2 separate regions of the Sus scrofa genome follow, and region 2 is linked to region 1. Evidence: chromatin contacts called from public Hi-C data. All regions are on one chromosome and are shown on one strand. The core of a region is the stretch at or near the end of the contact, and the rest is flanking DNA. Distances in the headings are between cores, read along the strand shown. Region 1 overlaps BTD (biotinidase). Region 2 has its middle 14 kb from the start of ANKRD28.

The links. A called contact is a pair of places that touch in the nucleus more often than the background predicts.
Region 2: a Hi-C map of embryonic fibroblasts shows a contact between it and region 1, with 1.6 times the contacts expected there. The contact joins two enhancer-like sites. A contact is called at or near these places in 1 of 47 Hi-C or Micro-C datasets (embryonic fibroblasts) and 1 of 2 datasets of contacts at active chromatin or transcription factors (skeletal muscle).

What each region holds. Positions count from the first base shown.
Region 1 is chr13:2,899,885-2,906,983 of Sscrofa11.1, forward strand. It overlaps BTD (biotinidase), which reads left to right. Exons shown (of 4, transcript XM_013981377.2): 4 at 1-2,735. The coding sequence ends at 446. Among named protein-coding and RNA genes, the nearest start is that of HACL1, 63 kb to the left of the region's middle. Within about 2 kb of position 2,822, at least 36 of the 83 cell types and tissues checked have an H3K27ac peak or open chromatin away from gene starts, as enhancers often do. A contact at or near this core is called in embryonic fibroblasts, where this site is marked.
Region 2 is chr13:3,068,078-3,075,176 of Sscrofa11.1, forward strand. It overlaps a transcript of ANKRD28 not described here. Among named protein-coding and RNA genes, the nearest start is that of ANKRD28, 14 kb to the left of the region's middle. Within about 2 kb of position 3,909, at least 12 of the 83 cell types and tissues checked have an H3K27ac peak or open chromatin away from gene starts, as enhancers often do. A contact at or near this core is called in embryonic fibroblasts, where this site is marked.

The sequences.
Region 1 (7,099 bases), core at 1,572-4,071:
CTGAAATGATGTATGACAATTTCACCCTGGTCCCTGTGTGGGGAAAGGAAGGCTACCTCCAAGTCTGTGCAGATGGCCTTTGCTGTCATTTACATTACCTGAGGCCCACCCTGTCCAACGAGTTGTATTCCCTGGGGGTCTTTGATGGCCTTCACACCGTGCATGGCACTTACTATGTGCAAGCCTGTGCCCTGGTCAAGTGTGGGGGCCTTGGCTTTGACACCTGTGGGCAGGAGATCACAGAGAGCACAGGGATATTTGATTTTCACCTATGGGGGAACTTCAGTACTTCCTATATCTTTCCAATGCTTCTGACCTCAGGGATGACCCTGGAGACCCCTGACCAGGTGGGCTGGGAGAATGGTCACTATTTCCTGAGGAAGAGTGGACTGTCCTCCGGCCTGGTGACAGCAGCTCTCTATGGGCGGGTGTATGAGAGGGACTAGGGATGTTGGGGTGGGCTCAGGCTGACATGTGGGCCCTGCACAGGCCAAAGCTCACAGCCCCGGGACCACCTTTCCCCCCGAGAACCCATCCTGGGAGCTGTGGGGGAAGCCAGGGAGACTGATTGCACTAGTGTCTCTTCTTCTTAAGTGCAAGTTAGTGAGATGTTTTCTGGTATTTTCTAATCATATATTTTTTCAAGCCACATCTTTCTCCAGCAGATCTTTCAGAACAGTTTTTGGGGTTTTTTTGTTTGTTTGTTTGTTTTTGGTCTTTTGTCTTTTTAGGGCCGCACTTGCAGCATATGGAGGTTCCCAGGCTAGGGGTCTAATTGGAGCTGTTGCTGCTGGCCTACACCAGAGCCACAGCAGCGCCAGATCTGAGCCGCGTCTGCAACCTACACCACAGCTCACAGCAACGCCGGATCATTAACCCACTGAGCAAGGGCAGGGACTGAACCCGCAACCTCATGGTTCCTAGTCGGATTCGTTAACCACTGTGCCACGACGGGAACTCCAGAACACATTGTTTTAAGAGCACAAACAAAAGTAAATGTAGTTTATACATGTCCACAAAATAGCAGGTTATGTGTTTCTTGTTTTTGTTGTTGATCAGGTGACACCCAGGACATAAAACTTCACAACCTCAGATGTTTTCTAGGGTAAGAAACAAACTCAAAGCAAAAGCCATACACGATATGGTTGCCACAGGGACTTTTCCATTCCGTTTGGCCAGAATTCATGCACATGGACGGATGGTGCCAGTGCCACCAGCGGCATCAGCACTGTGGATCCCGAGGAGCTTTTAAAAATAGAAGGGAAGGTTTTTCTCACATCTGCCTCCCTGTCAGGAATAGGAATGTGTCAGGCAGGATGCAGAATGACTGGAAAGAAAAGGGTGCAGTGCCCCAGAGAGAGAGGATGGAAGAAAGTGCAGACGAGAGGGCCGCAAAGGGAACAGATGAGTAATAGGATTCCTGCGAATAGCGAGTCTCATCCAGGGATTCCAGACACCTTAATAAATCACACTAGCTCTGGGCAAGGGCCTTCCAGCTGCCCCACTGCGCGGGATGGAATGAGGCTGTGGATTCCTTCCCAGCCCGCCCGCTCTTTGCAACGGATTGAAGAATGGCTGTGGAGGTTGGTCCACGTTAGTCTTTCATTTATTCAGTCACTCAGCAGGTGTCCTTGGAGAGCCCACCAGGGACGGAGCAAGGACCTCCCAGAATATGAACTGCAGATGCAGAATCGGTTTTAGGCCACTGATTTCTGTATTGTTTGTATCCAACCTTTCAAAATCATTTTGGCTCTATGCATGGTAACTGTTTCAGATCATTTTTAAAGTGGAAAATCATTTTTGAAGGAGAATGGACAGTTAGCGTTCTGTGATTTGTCTCTTCAATGTGTGGCTATTTAGTCTTATCTCCTTTATAAGTTAGGTTTTTAAAAACACTATGTGCACATATCTATACAAAATGAAAAACGAACTTTCCCCATCCCCCCACCTCCACTCCAGTGTGGCCTTCCAGATCCTTTTCTGGCTTTTAGGATAATACAGAGCGTAAATCCTAGAGTCAGACTGACCAGCTTTACTTTCTCGGCCTCCCTGTTCACTTTTCACTGCATAGATCTCGACTATTTGACCTTGTTATGCCTGGTTTTCTTACTCGTGGAATGTGTGTTGAATCAGATGGTTGAATTGTGGGAAAGAAGCAAAGACCCACTGACTCACTGCCCGCTTGGAAAAGCCTGGAATGAGTCAAGCCTTCAGGGAATTTGCAGGAACAGCTCAGAATTCCTGAGGAAGCCCTGGAAGGTCCCCCTGGAATAGGACGGGGACCTCTCCCTCCAGATGCCGTGCTGACCGAGCTGGCTGAGCCACGGGCTCCGGATGTGGCTGCCCTGCCCCACCCTCCCCAATGCCGCGTCCTTGCCCTCAACCCCAGGGAGACAGAAATTATCTCAGAAATGCATATTCTTCCTTCCTGCCAAGATGATTCAAGTCAGACAGACAGAGGACAGCCCTAAACCCAGACTTAGTGGAGCTGCTTCACCCAATAAACATTTATGAAGCACCTGCTGGATGCACATTCTGCCTTTCTGAGCAGAGCACCGAGAACTTCCCCCCAAGTTACTTTCTGCTGACAATTTACAATGAACGGCTCATGAAGTAGAAATGAGGCGGACAAGAAATGATGATTTTTACAATAAAAAGAAGTAGTTGCCAGATGGCAGAACAAAGTGGAGACCAGAGGGAAATGAGTAAAATAAATCATTTTCAGGAAAAAAAAATACCTATGACTCACAGTTGTGATATGCTTTTGTCGGCTTGTAGTCCTGAAACTCAGGAAGCAAGTGGCTATCTTGACCATAACATAGAGGCAGGAAATCAAATGTATTTTTGGTGGACTCAGGCTTGGCTGGGGAAGTGGCTGGTCTGTGCGGTTTCTCATGAAGGTGCAGATGTGCCTATTTGCGGTTTTCCTCACGGAGGAGGTGGCAGGCACTGTGAGCCTAAAGTGTCCCCTTCTTGGTGAAGGTGAAGCCATGCTCAAAGCCTGTCGGTCCCAGCACCCACCACACCCGGTCCTGAGGTGAGGGCCTGCCCACCACCCTGGGCCAGTGCTGACCCACAGGCCACTGTGCGTAGTATCTTGTGACCCCATGGCCACGGCACATGGGACTGAGAGTCAGCATCAGACCCAGGCCCAGCCAGTCACAGGGCTGTCCGGTAGCCAGAGGTGGCCACACAGAAGCCCTGCCCAGAAAGGAACCGTGACATTCAGAACTGCTCCAAACCAATCACACACTAAACGAACAAATGATTTCTCCACAAAGTGGATTTATATAGGCAAAACTTTTTTTAAGGTCCATATTAATTAATTAATTAATTGTCTTTCATCTTTTTTTTTAAGGGCCACACTCGTGGCATATGGAAGTTCCCAGGCTAGGGGTCGAATCAGAGCTGTAGCTGCTGGCCTACACCACAGCCACAGCCACGCCAGATCTGCAACCTACAGAGCCACATGTGCAACCTACACCACAGTTCACGGCAATGCCAGATCCTCAACCCACGGAGTGAGGCCAGCGATCGCACCCGCAACCCCATGGTTCCTAATTGGATTCGTTTCCGCTGCACCATGAAGGGAACTCCAAAGGCCCATATTTAAAACAAAGGCTGGGAGTTCCCTGGTGGCCTTAAACCTCTAGGGTTAAGGATCCAGTGTTGTCACTGCTGTGGCTTGGGTCACTGCTGTGATGTGGGTTCGATCCCTTGTCTGGGAACTTTTGCATGGTGCGGGCACAATCAGAAAGAATAAAGGCTGATGTGACATCAAGCTCTGTGAGCAGGACCACTGTGGAGGCTTCAGTCTTTTGTCGCCAATCCTCCCTCCTTTATTAATCACCTGTACCCATGTAACAAATTATCCCCAAACTCAGTGGCGTCAAACAGAGTTGCTGTGGGTCAGGGGTCTGGGAACAGCAGAGCTGTGTGGTTCTGGCCCAGGGTCGGGCAGGGCTGGGTTGGGGCCGTCACACAGGGTGCCATTGGTGGGGGTGGGAGCCGGGAAATGACAGGCTCAGAGCCTGCCAATGGGGTTTCCCGAAGCCCCATCACCAGCCATGAGGACTGGGGTGTCAGGGATAGAGTAAAGGACAAAGTAGGTAATTAAATAGTTAATCCCACTAGAGAATCATAGATCGGGAACTCTGGGAGACCCCAGAAGTTGATTACTCAAGAAAGTGGGCTTGGGAGTTCCTGTCATGGCTCAGGGGAAACTAATCTGACTAGCATCCATGAGGACGCAGGTTCAATCCTTGGCCTCGCTTCGCTCAGTGGGTTAAGGATCCAGCGTTGCCCTGAGCTATGGTGTAGGTTGCAGATACGGCTCAGATCTGGTATTGCTGTGGCTCTGGTGTAGGCTGGCAGCTACAGCTCCGATTAAACCCCTGGCCGGGGGACCTGTGGTCCTAAAAATCCAAAAAAAAAAAAAAAAAAAAAAAAAAGGAAGAAAGTGGGCTTGCTTAACAAAACCACGCAATAAAAGCATGGGACACACCCTCAGACAAGAAAACAATGGTGGAATGAGACCTACATTCTGCCCATTCTCGTCAGCAAGTCAATGATACTTGAGAAGGGGCTTTCTCTGTAGTAACAGCAGAAATACAGGGGAAAGCTGACCTTATACTCAAACCTGAGATGATTTACCGTATTTTATATATGTTATCACCTCTTCACTCATTCCCACAGCACTGTGACAGTCCTGGTTGGGGCATATAGGGTCAGAAACTCCCTCAACTGACACGCAGGAGGAGTTAATGACGGAAGACTGAGGGGTGAGGAAGGTGATCTCCCACCCCCACTTTTCCTTTGACTATAAAGCTGTAGCTCCCTAAGTTCTCTGGACGGCACTCTCCTGCCTGCCCCCTTGTCTCTCTCACGAGCTCCTCTACTAATAAATCACTTCTTGCCTATCTCTTGGCCTCTCCCTGAATTCTCTCTGCACCAAGATGAGAACCTGCATCAAGCCCCGAGATATGTCCTGTGGTTTCTGATGGCAGGTGTGTGGTTTCAGCTGGGAGGATGTGGGTTCAAGTCCCATCCCAGAATGCAGTTTCAAAGGAACTGTGATAAACAGCAATTTAAACAACAAAAACAGTTTTTAAAAAAATTGAAATAAAACAATTTAAAAGGGAAAAAGCAGAAAGTTCCCTTGTAGCACAGCTGGTTAAGGATGTGGTGATGTCGCAGGCCACAGCTGTGGCTCTCGTTCAGTCCTTGGCCCAGGCACTTCCACATGCTTTGGGCACAGCCAAAAGTAATAATAATAAAAATAAATAAAAAATAAACTTTCCAAAAAATAAAGGGAAAAAGCAGTAAATCTTTGGGAGTATCCATTTTGAGCATAACATTTTCTTTCTTTCTTTTGCTTTTTAGGGCTGCACCCACGGTATATGGAAGTTCCCAGGCTAGGGGTCGAATCAGAGCTACAGCTGCCAGCCTACACCAGCAATGTGGGATCTGAGCTGCGTCTGCAATCTACACCACAGCTCACAGCAACACTGGATCCTTAACCCATTGAGCGAGGCCAAGGATCGAACCCACATCCTCATGGATACTCAGTCGGATTTGTTTCCACTGAGCCAGGATGGGAAATCCTGAGCATAACATTTTCTAATACACTGCTGCATCAATTTTTAAAAGACTATTAGATACATCAAAAGAAGGGGAAATCCTTACATTCACAGATAACAGAAAGGCATTTGTTTTCAGGGAAAAAAAAAAAACAAAAACACATCTTCCAAGAATGGTGGCAATCCAAATTTCAGCAACCATCAAAAAAACAAACAAACAAAAAAAACAAAAAACAAAAAACAAAGAAGGCTGTGTCGTCTGAGTTGTAATGCACATGTCATTCAAACTGCTGGGTATTGGGGGGGTGGTCAGACTTAGGAGTGTGACGTCTGTCAGGATAATTACTGTGTTGAAGGGATAGAGAGACAAAGATGTAATAAGATCATTGGCATTATCAATGGTTCTGAAAAGGATAAATGATTTCATTATTTTGCTGTTAATACACCCCAATTTGGCCCCTGTAAGATTCTGTTTCAGACCCTTCCTAAGGGTTGGAAATATATGTAAAATGGACATACGTTACAAGACAGATTTGTTCCTGCAAAGTGGTACAACAGTGAAAAAATAAAATAAGAAATTAAATAATATTTTTAAAGCACAGGTTTGAGAGTGCTGAGACCAGGCCCAGCCTCCTCCTCTCTGGCTGTGTGACCTTGGGCAAGTTCCTTTACCACTCCAGGCCTAAGCTTCTTTCTCTACAAAAGAGTGGGTTAAACTAGAAGGTTTTCAGCTCAAACACCCTTTCTTTCTTCTCTGTTGTTTCTAATAGTAAATTAGGAGTCAATAACATCCACCATGACAGCGGCAAAGCTCCTATAGCAAAGCTCCTATTATAGAACACTTTGTCAAATAAACAGAAACAAAGACTTAATTTGTAACATGAATCTTCTCTCCCTTAGGCTGGAGGAGGAAACTCTTCCCATTTCATTTGCTACATATGCTTAGATTTTCATGTTATTGTTGTGATGATCTATTGCTAAGGAGCAGAACTACTGGCTTGAAATAAGCACTTTAATTTGCTCATGGATCTGCAGGCAGGAACCATGTGGAAAGGCTGGCTGTGCACCTCTCTTCCCAGCTGGAGTGGCAGCTGGCAGGCTTTGCTGGGCCTTTACCATGTCCTGCCACATGGTGGTCTCAGGAGAGATGGGGCCCAGAGAGACAGGTAGGGAAAGCTGCCCCTTTCTGAAGGCACCTCTGCCACATCTGAATGGCAAAGCTTCGATAGAGTCCACCTACATTCTAGGGGAGGAAACAGACCGTCCCTTGGTGGGAAGAGTGCAAAACAATCTGTAGCTATTTTAAATATATCTCAGAGTAGCCTGCTTTATTGATATCAGTTTTTATTTATTGAGTCTTCCTATTAGGAAACTGAGACACAGAGATGATAATCAATGGGCCCAAGGCCACTCAGCTGTAGGTAAGCCTGGTTTTGAATCCAGGCAGTATGTGTGTCGTAAAGTAATGAATGGGGAGTTCCTGTTGTGGCGCATCAGAAATGAATCTGACTAGGAACCAT
Region 2 (7,099 bases), core at 2,659-5,158, 170 kb after region 1:
CAGCTTCTCCCCAGAAACGGAAATATTGGACTATGTGTCCGATGTTCCAACTTTTCCAGGTGCCATCAGAGGGACTGTTTTTCTGTCTTACCTGTCTCAAAGTGCTAACAAGACCTAGCACACAATAGTTGTCTGGGGTTTGCTAAGAATAAAGATGGGGGTTAGGGACTAGTACAAAGGTTTGAAATGGCCCTAGAAACTCTTGCCAGGCTGAGTGGCTGGGATTTTCCCTTGTATGAAGCCAGTCCATGAAGACTAGGTGAGATGTCTGTTTTTTCCAATGTATAGATACCAACACAAGGAGTCAAAGAAAATGAAAAAACTGGGAAACATGATCCAAACAAAAGAACAAGATAAAGCTCCAGTAAGAGATCCAAATGAAAAGGAGATATATGAATTACCTGACAGAGAATTCAAAATAAGAGTTAATAAAAATGTTCACTGAGATCAAGAGAACAATACATGGACAAAGTAAAAGTTTCAACAGACAAAAAAATTTTTAAAGAACCCCCAAAAAATCTTGGAACTGAAGAATATAATAACCAAACTGAAAAATTCAATAGAGGGACTCAACATCAGAGTACTTCAAGCAGAAGAGTCAGTGAGCTCAAAGACAGATTATTTGAAATTATCTAGTCAGAGGAACAAAAAGGAAAAAGGGAGTCCCATCATGGCTCATCAGTAACAAACCCTACTAGCATCCATGAGGATGTGGGTTTGAGTCCTGGCCTTGCTCAGTGAGTTAAGGATCTGGTGTTGCTGTGGCTATGGTGTAGGCTATGGTGTATGGCTGGGCAGGGAAACTGGCCCATGCTGAGACTCCCTAGACCTCAAACGGTAAAAGTTGATGCTTGGGATCTTGGACAAGCAAAATGAGGAGCAATGATGTCACTTTGCTTATGAGAATTATTAAGCATTAAAAGCTGCAAGGAAGCATAGAGATAGAATTTAATGCCTCCCTTCTTTGTGTGTGTGTGTGTGTGTGTGTGTGTGTGTGTGTGTGTGTGTGTGTGTGTGTGTGTGTGTGTTGTAGACGCACTCAAGGCATACAGACGTTCCTAGGCCAGGTGCCACAGTTTCAACAATGCCTGATCCTTAACCTACTGCACCACATGGAAACGCCCCCCATTTCTTTTTCTCTTTCTTTTTTTGTGGTCATGCCCACAGCAGGTGGAAACACAGGGCACAGGGATTGAACCTGTGCCACATTGGTGACACTAGGAAACTTCCCCTTCCCTTTCTTGTATATTACACCTTTACATAAAAAGTTGCAGAACAGAGAATTAACATTTACTTTGATGGAGGTTTATAGGAACATGGTGATCTGACCCTGACCATGACCATGACCAGACCTACATGGACAGCTGCCAAGAACAAAGGATTCCATATCAAGAAGTTTACAACAACTAACCATACCCCTATTCACCTTTCCTATAAAAGGGCTTAGTTGAAAGACTTTGAGGAGTTTGTATTTTTTAGGGCATGAGCCACCTGTCTCCTTGCACAGACTTGCAATAAACTTTTCTCTGCTCCAAACTCTGATGTTTCGGTATTATTTGGTCTCAATGTGCCTCAGGCACATAGACTTGCAATTGGTAGCACCAGGAAAAGACAGAAGCGCCAGAAAGCTTATGCAAAGAAACAGCCAAAAACTTCCCAAATCTAGGAAAGGAAATAGATATCCAGATCCAGAAAGCCCAAAGGACTCCTCAAAAAATAAAACAAAACAAAACAAAACAAAAAAACCACTTCAAGACACACTAAAACAGAGCAAGAGAAAAGTGACTCGTCACGTACAAGGGAATCCTCCTCCTAAGACTGCACAGGCTAGCTCATTAGAAAGGATGCTGAGCAGCAACATTAACACAGAAGAAAATAAAACCTTCTGGAAATGGTAAACATGTAAACAAATGCAGAACACTATCATACCATAATGGTGGTGTTTAATGCTTATTTCTAGTATAAAAGTTAAAAGTCAAAAACATTAAAAATAAATACAAAATGTGTTAATGGACACAAAATACAAAAATACGTAAATGGTGACATCAATAACACAGGGTAGGTGGCAAGAAATTACAGTTTTTATAGGAGATTAAATTTATCAGCTTAAAATATCTGTCACAGAACTAAAAGACATATATAGAACATTCTGCCCAACACCAACAGAATATACACTCTTTGCAAGCAAAGAACATTCTCCAGGATAGATGACATCTTATGCCACAAAGTAAATTTTAATAAATTTGAGAAGAAACTAATAATCCACAGCAGAAGGAATACTAGAAAATGTGGAAATTAAACACAGTCTTGAACAACCAGTGAGTCAAAGAAGGTATCAAAAGGGAAGTCAGAAAGTATTTTGAGACAAAAATGAAAACATAACATACCAAAACTCATCAGATGTAGCAAAAGTACTAAGAGGGAAGTTTATACCAAAAAAATACCAACATGAAGAAAGAAAGATCTCAGAGATTCCACTCTGCCTCAGCAGGTTAAGGACCAGACATTGTCTCTGTGAGGATGCAAGTTTGATTCCTGGCCTTGCTCAATGGGTTAAGGATCCAGCATTGCTGTTAGCTGCAGTGAAAGTCACAGATGCGGCTCAGATCTGGTATCGCCATGGCTGTGGCACAGGCCACAGCTGCGGTTTCGATTCAATCCCAGGTCTGGGAATTTCCATATGTCATGCGTCCATAAAAAGGAGAAGGAGGGAGGAAGAGTTCCTGCTGTGCAAAGTGATTAAGAATCCAATTGTGGGACGGGTTGCTGCAGAGGTGCAGGTTCAATCCCCAGCCTGGTGCAGTGGGTTGAAGGATCTAGTGATGCCACAGTTGTGGCAGAAGTCACATCTGCAGCTCAGATTCAATCCCTGGCCCAGGAACTTCCATATGCTCTGGAGAATGTTTTCATAGGTATGAAGACTAGAAACATTTTCCTAGGATATAATGGCTGTGAGCAAAGGGACAGCTAGCTATACTTGAGAAGTCCTGTGGAGAAGCACGTACTTATGAAAACAGTGAGTTTCAGTGAAGACAGGAAATGGAATGGGCTTTCTGGGAAGAGAGTAGATTCAAGAGTTATAAATGAGAACTTAAGATCTAAGTCAATATTGAAATGACTGTTTTCAGACTTCAGTCTTAAAAAACAAAAAACTGTTTCCTTTGAAAAGTATGAAAGCAAATTTTAACAAACTGAACATAACAATATGGGTAGTTTCTTAGAATATACCCAGTATATCAAAACTAAGGGGGGGGGGGCCCTACCTCATTATAAAATATGTACTACTGTATTTAGACAGTATTTTTTAAGGTTAGACTATTTTCTTCATAAAAAGGTATTTATAATTCAGACTAAAGGCCAGAATGAATTAAAGTTTTTTACATTGTATTACCTGTAAAAATATCCTACTTGATCACCTATTAGTACAATTTGGGGCTGGAATTTATGCTAACCAGCAGCATGTCTGCCATGTAACTTATGTTTACCAGGCCCATGAGAAACACATTCTCTGACATATCATTGCATTATTATTTATGTAATGAATAATCTTTTAGCAACTGTCTCAAAGACAACTTAGGCTGAATACTACAAAGTAGTAGTGTATACGATTCATATTTTAAACAGGCTGAATTTCTGCTTTCCTTTAAAAAAAACTGAGGAAAGGTTATTTGCAATTCATTCTGGTTTCTACAATGGAGTGACACTGAGATAAATATAGTATCAAGTTACTGTACTTTAAAAACCAAAGGAAGAAAAATTTCAATTTAAAAATAAGTTGCTATGGTTACTCAATGTTTACCTTTATAAGCAATAATTACATGAGCCATCCACGGAATTCCCACAAGGGCAGTAAGATCAGTAGCTGAAGTGCACATGAATTATTTCAAACACCAATTGGGACTGCATACGCCAAACTTCCACCTCAAAGTAGCTACCGTTGGGAAATACTAAAGATGATGATTCACATTCTTCTAAACCATAGAAGGGTGGAGACAAAAATACTGAAAGTAACTATTTTCAAATCCAAGTGATGACTCAGATAGTTTACAACATTTTTCATATTCTTTAGTTTCCTCTATTAAAGAGTGCTATCTAAAATTTTATAAAGAAGTTTCTATTGTTGAAAGAAGGAAAGGGTGTTTCTAATGTGTCTCAGTCATGGAATTTTTCTGCATAAATAGATTTTCATGCCCTCGATAAACATGTACAAAGTCATGCTTATAACCTAATGTTATTTCAGAATAAAACAATGTCAATTCCTTTAAAGGTAGTCAATTTTTAACTTTGTAAGTGGAAAGAAGAGGGTCCCTGTCAGAATTGATAACAAGCTCATTCTTAAATAACTGGGTAGTTAAACGTGCTATCAGTTATTGTATGACAGAAATGTTTCTTTGGCCATGCCTCTGGCATACAGAAGTTCCCAGGCCAGGGATCAAACCCACACCACAGTTGCAGCCTGTGCCACAGCTGTGACAATGCTGGATCCTTAACCTGCTGTGCCACAGGGAATGTCCAATGACAGAAATTCTTTAGTCTGTTTTGTTCACAATGAAAACATTCAGTAATATAAGAATATCTATGAAACTTTGACTGCAATATAATTTTAATGTGACCTCACAATTACCAGGTTCATCATTACATCTAAATTGGCCTACCACCAAAAATATCTACTCTTCTGTGCAACAGACTAACAAATATGTTTGTTCTTTAATATTAGGGCTATCCTAAACTAAAATAGTATGTCACATCAAACTGGGTCAAACAATATCTTTACTGTTTTTTTATTGATATCTTATTATCATCATGAACAAAAAGTAGTAAAATAAGGTAGTTCCAAGGTGACTGATCTTTACTCAACACCATCAGGTAGAACACCTGAGCTCTTTCCAGCTCTTCTGTCAGACTCAACATGGACCTTTGCATATTTCCCTTTGTAGTCACTGCAAGGCATCATATCAGACACATACTGCTATCCAAGAGAAGGGGGAGTTTCCTTCTGTGTCTACCTTTTCAGATACAAAGAAGACTTCACAGAAGCTACCTAAACTGACTTCCCCCAAAATATGACCAGACTTGGCCAATCACATGTCCCTTTCTAAACAAATCATGACCAGGCAAAGAAGGATTACTCTGATTAGCTTACACTATTAGGGATTTCTCCAAGTCACATAAGCCAGGGGCAACCAAACAAAACTGGGACATGCAAGGAAGGAAGTGGGTAATGGCCAGTGAGTAGGCAACTAACAGTATATTATTTACTATATAGAAAGATTAAATCTTGGCATTTTATTTCAATAGTTTAATTTTACCACCATTATGAGATACTCTGAGGGCTCTGGAGATTTATTTTTAAAAGGGAGAAAAAACTAATCATCAATAATTTGTTTTGGGAAGGACCAAAGGCAATCATTTCACAAATGCTACTGAGAAAAGAAAACAGTACACTTTAGAATATGAACCTATATAATTACACTTTAATTTTAACCAATTAAAATCAAAGTTTTATATCAAAAATGTTTCCTATTAATCTCGCTTTTCTCCTTTATGAAAAGTAAATCTAATTACTAGACATAGGGTCAAACCGCATCTAGAGTAATGAAACCGAAACACATTCAAAGATGGCAGCCAGAATGATCGTGGATTTAAAAACCACATCCTAAGTGTCAGTAGAGCTAAAGATGTTTCATCTGAAAAGGAGCCAAGGAGAATATGATAGCTGTAAAACATCTGAAGTGCTATCATTGTGAAGAGATTTCAAATTGCACAGTTCTAGAAGTAAGAACTAGAATCAAGCAGGGAGATAAAATCTAGCTCAATGTAAGATAGTACTTTTTTACCTAGCATTATTTTATCTGAAGATGGAACAGGCTGGCCATTCATACTGGGCAGGGATGAACATCCCAGGTCACCTGAATACCTATGATGGTTCTAGGCACTTAATGGGTACTTAATTTGTGACAACATGCCTGCAAAATAGACCCCATTGCCCAGATAAATTCTGAGGCAGACAAGTTAAAACTCGAAATCGGTTTAATCACGTCAGCTAAGAAGTGGAGAAAACTGGATTCTTATCCAGGCCCATCTGTCTCCAAAGCCTGGCTCTTCCCACACATCACACACCTAAGAGAAGTTACATCAGCACTTGTTAAGGAAGCAAATGGGATTTCTGAGTTGGTGAGAACTGAGTGTCATCTGACTCCAAGCCCCTTTCAAAATTAAGATGTTTTAGAAACGAAAATTATTACTCCCCTCCACTTGTACCAGCACTTCCTAATTTAAGGATGTTTCACATCTGTTCTCATGCTGGTTCTTCACAGCAGTGCTGTCAGGTAAGTAAGCTGGGGAGGCATTCTCTCTTGGCATTCTCCCTCAGAGAGAAAGAGGACGACAAAGATGGATTCCTTGAACTTCCTTCTGACTAACCCCCAAAATATCTCTATTTGCAATTTTTCCCTCTGATCTTTCCTTCATTCAATAGTCATTTACTAAACACTTCTTCAATGCCAGGTACCAGACCTCAATGACTTTGCTGTATGATGGGGTGAACCTGTAGACACAGAGGGAAAAAAAGTACATTTACTCAAAAATATTTCAATCTTTTTTTTTTTTGGTCTTTTCTAGGGCCACACTACAGCATATGAAGGTTCCCAGACTAGGGGTCGAATTGGAGCTGTAGCCCCTGGCCTACACTAGAGCCACAGCAATGTGGGATCTGAGCCACTTCTGTGACCTACACCACAGCTCACAAAAACACTGGAGCCTTAACTCACTGAGTGAGGCCAGGAATGGAGCCCGCAACCTCATGGTTCCTAGTCGGATTTGTTAACCACTGAGCCACGATGGGAACCCCTATTTCAGTCTTCTTAAGAGACCTTATTTTATCAACTCCAACTCCTTTCTTACATCACTTTTAGTCCTCACTGCTGTCTCCATTCCTCTTATTCAGCCTTCAGAAAACTTCTCTGTTTCCCTAACAAGCTACTACTCCATTTTTTACTTGTTTCTTCCGTACTGCAGCCAAACTTCATGGTCAACCACCACTCAACTGATATTACGCTAAAGTCCTCAATGATAACAGACTGCAAATCTTCAGTTTTCT